2 separate regions of the Gossypium hirsutum genome follow, and region 1 is linked to region 2. The links are chromatin contacts, called in public Hi-C maps. All regions are on one chromosome and are shown on one strand. Each heading gives the region's core, a stretch centred on a gene start, on an enhancer-like site or on the middle of the called end of the contact. The rest is flanking DNA. Distances are from core to core; before and after follow the strand shown.

What was found. A called contact is a pair of places that touch in the nucleus more often than the background predicts.
Region 1: a contact with region 2 is called in a Hi-C map of hypocotyl, with 1.8 times the contacts expected there. The contact joins two enhancer-like sites. A contact is called at or near these places in 3 of 34 Hi-C or Micro-C datasets (hypocotyl, leaf and petal).

Annotation. Positions count from the first base shown.
Region 1 is chrD07:29,237,868-29,242,921 of Gossypium_hirsutum_v2.1, reverse strand. No RefSeq gene overlaps it. Among protein-coding and RNA genes, the nearest start is that of LOC107954648, 17 kb to the right of the region's middle. Within about 2 kb of position 1,766, at least 2 of the 9 cell types and tissues checked have an H3K27ac peak or open chromatin away from gene starts, as enhancers often do. A contact at or near this core is called in hypocotyl and leaf, where this site is marked.
Region 2 is chrD07:29,196,478-29,201,168 of Gossypium_hirsutum_v2.1, reverse strand. No RefSeq gene overlaps it. Among protein-coding and RNA genes, the nearest start is that of LOC107956742, 13 kb to the right of the region's middle. Within about 2 kb of position 1,973, at least 9 of the 9 cell types and tissues checked have an H3K27ac peak or open chromatin away from gene starts, as enhancers often do. A contact at or near this core is called in hypocotyl and leaf, where this site is marked.

The sequences.
Region 1 (5,054 bases), core at 517-3,016, 42 kb before region 2:
GATCGTCAGAGTAATCTAATATACTATTGATCGCTAATTTGGCATTTTAAAAAGTTGAACCTTACACTTATGGCATGTATAGGCTAGCTAGTGTTTTGGGTTAGTTTTGAATTTGTAAATATTAAGCCATGCGAAAATGGCTAGATATAATGCTTAAGTTTAAGCAAATTTCGGTTATGGTATTTATATATGTGTGATGTGTTCGACATATTGTTGATGGTGATGTAATTCAGTTATAGTTTAAGCCTCTTTCAAAAGCAATAGGTATATTATAGGTATATGACGTATTTGGTATATGCAAGATGATATAGTCTTGAAGGTTGGCATGATTTGCAATTATGGTTTGTTATAGTTTCATTTTAAGTGAGTTAGGTATAATTGATGAATGAGTTCTTATTGATGACTATAAATTACCTTGTGTTTTGGTAGTGGTGTTTAAATCATGGAACTAAATGTCCAGTTATATGTTAACGTTAATTTTTCTTATATTTGTTAAGTGTGGATTATTGCTATGGTATTATACTTAAATTGATATACATATTGTAATTAGAATTGGTAATTGGTATAATGAGTCTTGTTTACGAAATTAGTTTTATAAGTGACCTATGATATGTTACAGGATTAATATCATTTATACATATATATATAGGTTCGGTTTTGGCATGTAATGCATTAGTAGATTTGTTTTATATATAATGATTATGTTTTATGAGATGTCTTTGCATGTAAATGATAAGTGTTTGATTTATATTTGAAAATGACTAGGATACGGCTTAGTAAGGTAGTAAATTAATAAATGACATATTTGGGCATATGTGTATGTATTAGATTACGGATTTAAAAGATGTGATCAACAATGATGTAAGGTAATTTAGCAAAATAGACTCGTATTATTGGAAAGTTGATGTCTGTTTGGGTATAAACATTTTCTCATAATTGAATCATTATTATGGTATATTTTCATTTATGTTTTGGCTAAGCATTGAACAAAAAGGCTAAACAATAGTAATGTACCGATTGTGATATGGTCATATGTTATGGTTTGACTCACTCGTTTTATATGTATATTGTAATTAATAAAATTGTTTATTTTGATATGCGCATAGCTTATATGGGGAAGTGTTATTTTGATACTTTGTTTATGTATTAAATGAATACGAATATATATTAATTTAGTGTCATGAAATATTTTAAAGTTGGTTAGGTTTAAGAGATTTTACCATGATTACGTCTATATACATGCAATAGTTCAGAAGTTGTGTCGGGTCCGGTAATGCCTCGTAATCCTATTTTAGCGACGAATACATGTTAAGGGTGTTACATAACAAATACTCGAGATTAGTATCATTATTAAGTAAAAAGGTGGTAAAAATGACTAGAAAAACCCTATATAATTTAGAGTTTACAGATTTGCGTTGCGATTAACGAGGAAAAATATGGTATGGGATATGGAGGGGATAAGGGGGTGAGTTTTGGCGTGGATATTGGGGGAAAATATTGAACAAATGGGTAATAAGATAAACTAGGAGATGGTGATGGGAGTAGTGGAGAATTTTGGGATTAAAAAACGTAAAGGAATTTCTAAGGATTTTAATTTAGGTCAGCGAGCCAAAGGGAAAGGAGCTATGATTGGATCTAGGCTGGAAAAAAGGTTTTAAGGCTTTAAAGCCTACTAATGAGAAATTGGGTTTTAAGGCCACAAAAGACCATGTGGCTTTTGATGATGGCTCAAAGATGGGACCAAAAATGGATATGGGTCATGGGGAAAAGTTATTTGTCCAGCTCATCAGTGTTCCTTCTAATTTGAACAAAGACAAACATAAGACAGTGTGTGTGGAGGAGAGGCAAATTTCTAAAGTGGTTAAAGGGAATGAGAATGTGGGTTTTTAATTTTGAGGAATCAAGTAGGGCCTCTCAAAATAGTGTACAGAAAATTAGAGATGTTGGGAATGAGCAGCATGATAAGCCACCGAATATTGTTGCAAGTAGGCTTCTAAATGACAATAAGGATTTGGAAGTGGCAATGCAGGGCTTGGTTCATAGTTTTGAACAGGTTCCTAATGGCGCTTATAAAGAGAACGACGACCCGAGTAAGGAAGAAGTTATAGATACCAAGAGTGACTGTAGAGATAAAGTTAGCTGCTAAAATACTTGATTGTTTCTAGGTTTTGTCTTTTATGATTATTTATTTAATTATGGACACAAAGACATTTTGTTGGAATTGTCAAGGGGTTGGGCATCCCAGGTCCAATAATATTGTGAATGAGTATAGGAAAGAATTTTCTCCAGAGTTGATTTGTTTAATTGAAACTCGGATTAGTGGTGCTAAGACAAATGGTATTATTACAAAAATCAAATATCTTAATTCCTTTCCGTTTGAGGCTAATAGGTTTGCCGAAGGAATTTGTGTTGGAAAATCAGGTTTGGAAAAGGCAGCAGAAAATAAATTTAAGGAAAAATCAAAGTTTTAAAAATATTACCAAAACAAGAACTTGGTTATGATATCTAAAGTAATAAACACTTAATCAAAATTGTACATTTTCGATTCGTCTAGGATGAATGATTCGACTAAGTAGTCTTCTCCACTATCCTCACGCTCGCGTCTACCGAGTGTGGGCTCGCTTTGAATTAGAAAATTTTTCACAAAAGCTACCAATGCGGTAATTTTAAAATTTCTCTAAACTTTTGGGTCAAGTTGTAAATAAGAAAAATATCTTTAGAAATTTTCTAAAATAATTTCTTCAGATAATTTTCTCTCTATAACTTTCTTTTGAACTCAAGTGTTCGTCAAATAATGACCCAGTTGCCGGCACCCTGAGCTGATTCGGTTGCTACCAGTTTGGTCTGAGCTAGTGATGTCCCAACCGATCCAATCTAGCGACCAATTGGACTATCGACCTGGTTTCACATACTAGACCCGGTTCGACCAATTTTTGGGTCTTAGTCTCGGTTTTAGGCTCCCGGGCCCAATTTACAATCTCAGGTCCAATTTTCAAGTTCAATTATCTATTAGGTCAATTATTTTACTTGAAAATTAATTCCCAAAAATATCATATTAATTTTAATAATTTTAAGTAATTTAATTTTACTTTATCAAAATTAATTTTTCCTAAAATTACTTAGATTTTCCGAATTAATTTTCAAGAAAATTCTTTAATCAAATTCTCTAGTTGAACAATTCTTACGACCGCCCAATTTAATTCCATATCAAATAAATCAACTCAATTAAATTATTTTCAAAGTCGTAGAATTTTCTTTTGATTCAAATACAGTCTGATCGAGCTTTTATTAAACTAGCAGAAGGACCAATCGAACATATACAATTAGGCTCTAGTAATTTCAACTATGTCTGGAAGCATCGTTTTGATAATTCGCAATTACTTAATCATGGATTCAGTCCACAAAAGTACCATGATTGAAAACTCTTTACCGTATACTCATTACAAAAGCAATTCATCCAACTGCTTTGTCTAATGACATCATCATGTGTATGTTACTTTAAGTTAAATCTGTTCACTCAATACAATTCTATTTTATCTCATTGTCACCATTTTTATCTTTTTAATGATTAATATGATCCCTTTCAACAAATGATCGTGATAAATTGCTCATTCGAGAATAAGCAACTCATGGCGACGTTCCATATTTATCAATCCACACAATGTCTATGAGAGGATATCATTAACTCTTTAATTGAGCTATGAATTCTGCTGTTGCTAGTAAAGCCATGTCATCCACAAGATGTACCCATTGGCTTGATCATCTTTAAAGTATAAGTCTCCACTTATATCAAAGCACATGAGTTACATGTGCATGGTCAATGACTAACTCAGGATTTAGGTAAATCACACCATGAACATCACAAGTGAATTAATTCACAAACAAATTCAAAATTAATTAAACTTGGGTTCAGCCCAATATATCATTTTACCAATGAATACATTTATGTCTTTGCCTGTGGAATCAACTGCTCCGATAGCCAAGACTAGCCATCTCCTCAATTGAAATTGTAGATGACATAATAATCCTTCTTAATATTTAAATCAAATGCTCATTTTGATTCTTTTATAGGATTATGGACTCGTTCAAATTATCTACTGAAGTAAGTTTTCTTTCTCGCAATATAAACTTTCTTACAGTGCCATTTATCATCAATATGAACTTAGACAATCAATGACCTAATATTTGCTTGTCACAATTTAGCTATTAATGGAAAATATGAAAGACAAAAATATAAAAGACATAACAGTGAAATGTGATATTAAATTTATTTATTTATCGTTCAAATAAATAGAAAATAGTTACATGTTTACTACAATATGGGCACATTTCCCAACAACCATCCACTTGCCTAGTGAAGTAAATGTGTCATGTTTCGCATTCTCATATCCTCGACGTGTTTATTAAAACTCTTAGTTACAATAGTCTTAGTAAACGGATCCGCAAAGGTATCTTCAAAAGCTACTTTCACCACATCTACAATTCCTTCGACTACTGCCTCTCGCATCAAGTGTTACTTACGATCAATTGTTTCATCCTCTTTGACTTCTTATTTCCTTGGTATTAACTATTGCAGCACTGTTATCTCAATATAGTATTATAGCTTTTCTCAAACCAAGAATGATTTCAAGATCAGTTAAGAACATTCAAGCCATATTGCTTCTTTCGTTGCCTCAAAATCAGCCATATACTCGACCTCCATAGTAGAGTCAGTAGTGTAAGTTTGTTTTACACTTCTCCATACTATGGCTTCATGGCCTAAGACGAATACATTTCTCGATGTCAATTTCCTTGAATCTTTACAGGTTTGGAAGTAGTAATTTGTGTATCCAATAGGAGTAAGGTTCTTCTTAGAATACACAAGCATATAATACATGGTTCTTTTATGATACCTTAATATATGCTTTACAGCTTGCCAATGCTTAAGACCAAGATTCGTTTGATATCGACTAACCATTCCTATTGCGAAATATATATCTAGATGTGCGCAAAGCATCACATACATAAGGCTTCCAACTGCGGAAGCATATGGAACTTTACTCATATGCTCTATT
Region 2 (4,691 bases), core at 724-3,223:
AACTAACACTTCAATTTAAACCACCTTCCATCTTTACCTCCATCACTCTTTTGTCGACACCATCACTTTCTTAATCAAGACAAAAGAGTGACTTGAAATGTTTGATTTCATTGGAAACGAGAAAAATCTATCTGAAGGTTTTTTTTTTTTAATTAATTCATCAAACACATCCAACAATGGAAACGGTAGACTTTCAACTAATGGATATGTGAGTCCCACCCACTGACCATATATTGGATCATAAGTCAGAAATCGGACCTTATGAATAAAAACGAAGAAGGCCCACCAAACAAATTTGAATTTTCCATGCACCAACACGTAATGCAAGGCATGACGCATAGAAGGGGAATACCATGTACAGGGTGCGTGCTCCATGTGAGAACCAATACCATGGACCAGCAGCGGTCCTTAGACCTTAAATTACCCTAATTCTGGTCCCAAACCTATCTCCTTAGCCTAGGGAAGAAGACTTTTCACTCGTCACCACCTCAAGGCCACATGGATTGCTTGCCAGGCCCAATATTTCTGCAACCCAAAGATAATTGTTTTTTTTTCTAACTTTTAATGGAACTTTAGAAAATTAAAATTAAAATTAAAATTTTAAAATATAAATATTTATATAAATATATTGTATATATAATTATTCAATTTTAAGTAATAATATATAGAATAATATTTGATACATTTTTAAAAGAGTTTTTAGACTCCACAAACAGGATTAGAGATTGGTAAATGTACTATAGGGTATAGTATAATATTAAAAAATAAATCTTTAAAAGAAAACACATATGATAAAACTTTTAAGATTACTTGTAGAATAAAAAAAAATACTAACCCATAATATATTTATATACATATACAAATTTCCAGAGTTACCTTATTAAAAATTTCTAAAATTTGCAACACAAGATAACGCAAAAATAGTACAAACATTTATTTATTTTTTCTCTCTAAATGAAATTACTATAACAACTAGTTATTAAATATGAAATGAATACACAAGATATGAACACATTATTATTATTTTTATATTGAATCACTCTAACAAACTATATAATTATCATATAATATGAATATATGAATATGTCAAAACTGGTATGAAATAAGCTAACTTAACATAAGAAATTTATTTGTAAATTTACCTATTTAAGTTACACGAATAATAGTATGAACATAAAAATGTTGCAAAAATTTTCATGAGCACAACATAAAGATAAAATGTGTTAGAATCAACACAAAATAAATTGTAAATGTGAAAAAATTATAATAATTTTATATATAAAAATAATGCAAACGCAAAACCTAATTTTTTTATATATATATCCTTATAATAACTTAAACATGAGAAAATAATAAACACAAATTTTATCTTTTTTCAAAAGTTATAGAAACAAAATTCTCTTCTTCTTTTCTTTTGAATTAAGAAATAAATTCTTTTCTATTAGCTATTAAGGAATAACATTTTAAGTTTTTTGTTGTATAGATTTTTCATAAATGAGGCGACTTCATAAATGTTATTTTCATATGCTATTCAAGTCTATTATGGCTTCTTTTTCCACTTTGTTGTTGCTTATTCTCTCTTTTGATAATGATAGTTGATTGTTTCTTTCTTTCTTTCTGTCTTTTCTTTATTGTTTTTTTGTTGTAAGAGATATGATTCTAACATATTTGCGTTATTATATATGTGTCCGGTTTCAGTGGATGTTGGTGATAAGAGGCCGGAGTTCGGACCATGGATGTTGGTGGAACGAAAGGCGAGGCGTGGCCAACGCGTTCATCAGGCTAGCGGCGCGAAAAAAATCTGGAAATGATTCTTTTGGATCTAGTTTTTCGGCGTTTAATCAGGTTGGAGATTTGGGGAGTGATTTGAGGGTGGCTAATGGAGATTTTTCGCAGGAGAAAGTGAGGGAGAGAGGGGCTGTCGGCGATGAGGGTCATAAGGGTAGGTTTAATATGGGTGTTAAAAAGAAATCTGGGCCTTATTTTGAAGCAGGCCGTAGGAGTGCTTCGGGCCGTGGAGACCTTTTAGGGCCTGCTAAGAGTTTTTCTTTGGACAGCTTGGGAGCAAATGATTTGGGCCAGAATACTAAATTAGCTTGGATAAATTTTTGGGAAAAAGGCCTATGGAATTGGAGAATAACGGTAAGAGCAATGAGGGCCCAATTTTCAAATCAAATGCTAATATTTCTTTTTCTTGTGCACGTGCAGGTAGTGAGCAGGATAATTCTAAAATTACTGGATTGGGCGCGGAAGGTGATAACCAAAATTCTTTGAATTTTGGTGTTTCGGGTCTGGTTATTTAGAAAGGGTTAAGGCTCATTTTAACCCAGCTTTCGAAGTGTCTGAAGGAGTCGAAATCCAAATTTCCGAAGGCGTCCTCGATCCCGGGAAATATTCTGCGGTGTCTTTTAAGAAAAATATTATTTCCGATCAACATGCTAAATCTGGAAATCGGTCAGCGGAGAAGCCGAGTTTGGCTTTAGTTTCAGGTTCGGATGTGGACAAATCCGGTTTTATAAATAGAAAGGGTGACATAAAAAATAATAAAATTTGTGGTAGCCACAAGAATTCAAATGCTCTTTGGGGACATGGGAATCGTTTTAAATCTTCTGGTAGTGCACGAATTCCTTTAACAGAGTCCATGGAGGTGATGACGACTATTCTTTCTACTCAAAATCCCAGTCAAAATGTTCTTGATGATTCGAGAGCCGCAAGTTTAAACATTGATGGGGATTTAGGGCTCCTTTGAGAGATTGTTGGTCCAGTAAAAATTTAGCAACTCCAGTTACTTTTTCTTTTCCTCTTTTACTCATATTATTTCTTTTGTTTCTTCTAATCTTTGGTTACTCTTCTTCTCCCCTTTCCCCTTCCCCTTCCCTTTCCCCTTCCCCTTGGTTTGCTCTATAACCTCTGTTTGCTCGCTTACACAATAAGTTTAGAGATAGATATATGATTTTTTTTTTGTTTTGTTTCTGCTTAAAAGATATGTAGAATGATGAATTAAATAACTAAATTTAGTTCAACTTCATTGAAAGTGAAATTTAGGAAGATCGTAACTCTCTTTTTGCTTCGTTTCCCTGTTTCATAGAGGAATGATTTGTTTTTTAATCAGGAGATAAAAATTTAATTGGATTATTTAAGCAAACTTTTTTTGTTTTAAAAAATAATAATTAAGTTGTTATTTTCATGTAATTTTTAAGCTGTGATTGAATTTTTGTAAATTTAATATATTTTATTAAATTATATATTTTTATTAAATTATATTTAATAATAATTTTTAATAATTTATTAATTTTGTAATTGTTAAATAATTTTAAAAACTTCTATGATATATCATTTTTAATCTAATGTCCTTAAAAGTTATTTTCTATTTTCACCTCACCGCTACAGCTGCGTTTGAATCCAAACACACACTCCACCGCTGTTTCTAATCTCACTGCTACATTATCCAATCTCACCGCTACAGGACCTAATCTCACCGCCATCGTTGTTTTTAACCTCACCGGAGCTAAACACACCGCCCATCCAAACTAAGCCTTAGTCCCTCAGCAATAATGGTATGATTTCTAGCCTTTTGTTTTTTATTATGAATTTTACAATTTTTTCTTGGAATTGCCAGGGTTGTGCCAATGTTAAATTCCATCGAATTTTTCGGGAATATAATTTGGAACATAAACCAAATATAGTTTGTTTGCTTGAGACAAGAGTCAGTGGAGCTAAAGTTGATAGCATTATTGCAAAGTTAGGTTTTCAGGACACCTATCGAGTTGAGGCGATTGGTTACTCTAGAGGTATCTGGCTTGGTTGGAAAGATTCCATCTGTGTCAAGGTGGGTCGTAGTCATCCTCAATTTATTCTAACTAAAGTTTGGCAAATGTCCTTTACACCTCCGTTTTTTTATTTATTTTGTTTATGCTAGCCCCAATCGACAAAAACATAAAGATCTTTGGGATGTCTTAAGGTCTTTGATCTCGTCAGGTCATATTCCATGGATTGCTATTGGTGATTTCAACGCAAGTCTATCTTATTCTGAAAAGTTTGGTGGTCTTACTAATGGAAGGAGATGTCCCCAATTTAGAGATTTTGTGGAGAAAGCCGAGTTGCACGATTTGGGTTTTAGAGGATCTCCTTTTACATGGCATCTAGGTGCGCTTTTTGAAAGGTTAAATTGCGCGTTGGGTAATGAAGTTTGGATTCGTGATTTCCTTAATAGTTTGGTTACTCACTTACCTAAGATCAAGTCTGACCACCGTCCTCTTATTCTGAATCAAAATTCGAAGGTTACTTTACTTAGAGGGAGACCTTTTTGGTTCTTGGCAGGTTGGACTGAACATCCTGATTTAAATGATTTTATGAATGTTAATTAGGTTTTCACTGGAGACATGGCTGATTCCTTAGCCAAGCTTACTGTTAATTTAAAAGAGTGGAATAAGCAGGTTTACGGGCATATCACTACCAAAAAAAGACACCTTGCTCGTAAAATTGCTAATGTTCAGAGTAGAATGGATTCTCTAGTTCGAATCGGTTAGCTCAGGTGGATTTGAATCTTAGACAAGAGCTTGGGTATGTTCTACATCATGAAGAACTCCTTTGGAAGCAAAAAGCGAGATGTGATTGGCTGCACTTGGGTAACCGTAACACAAAGTTCTTCCATTTTCGAACTTTGCAAAGAAGGAAAAGTAACCACATAG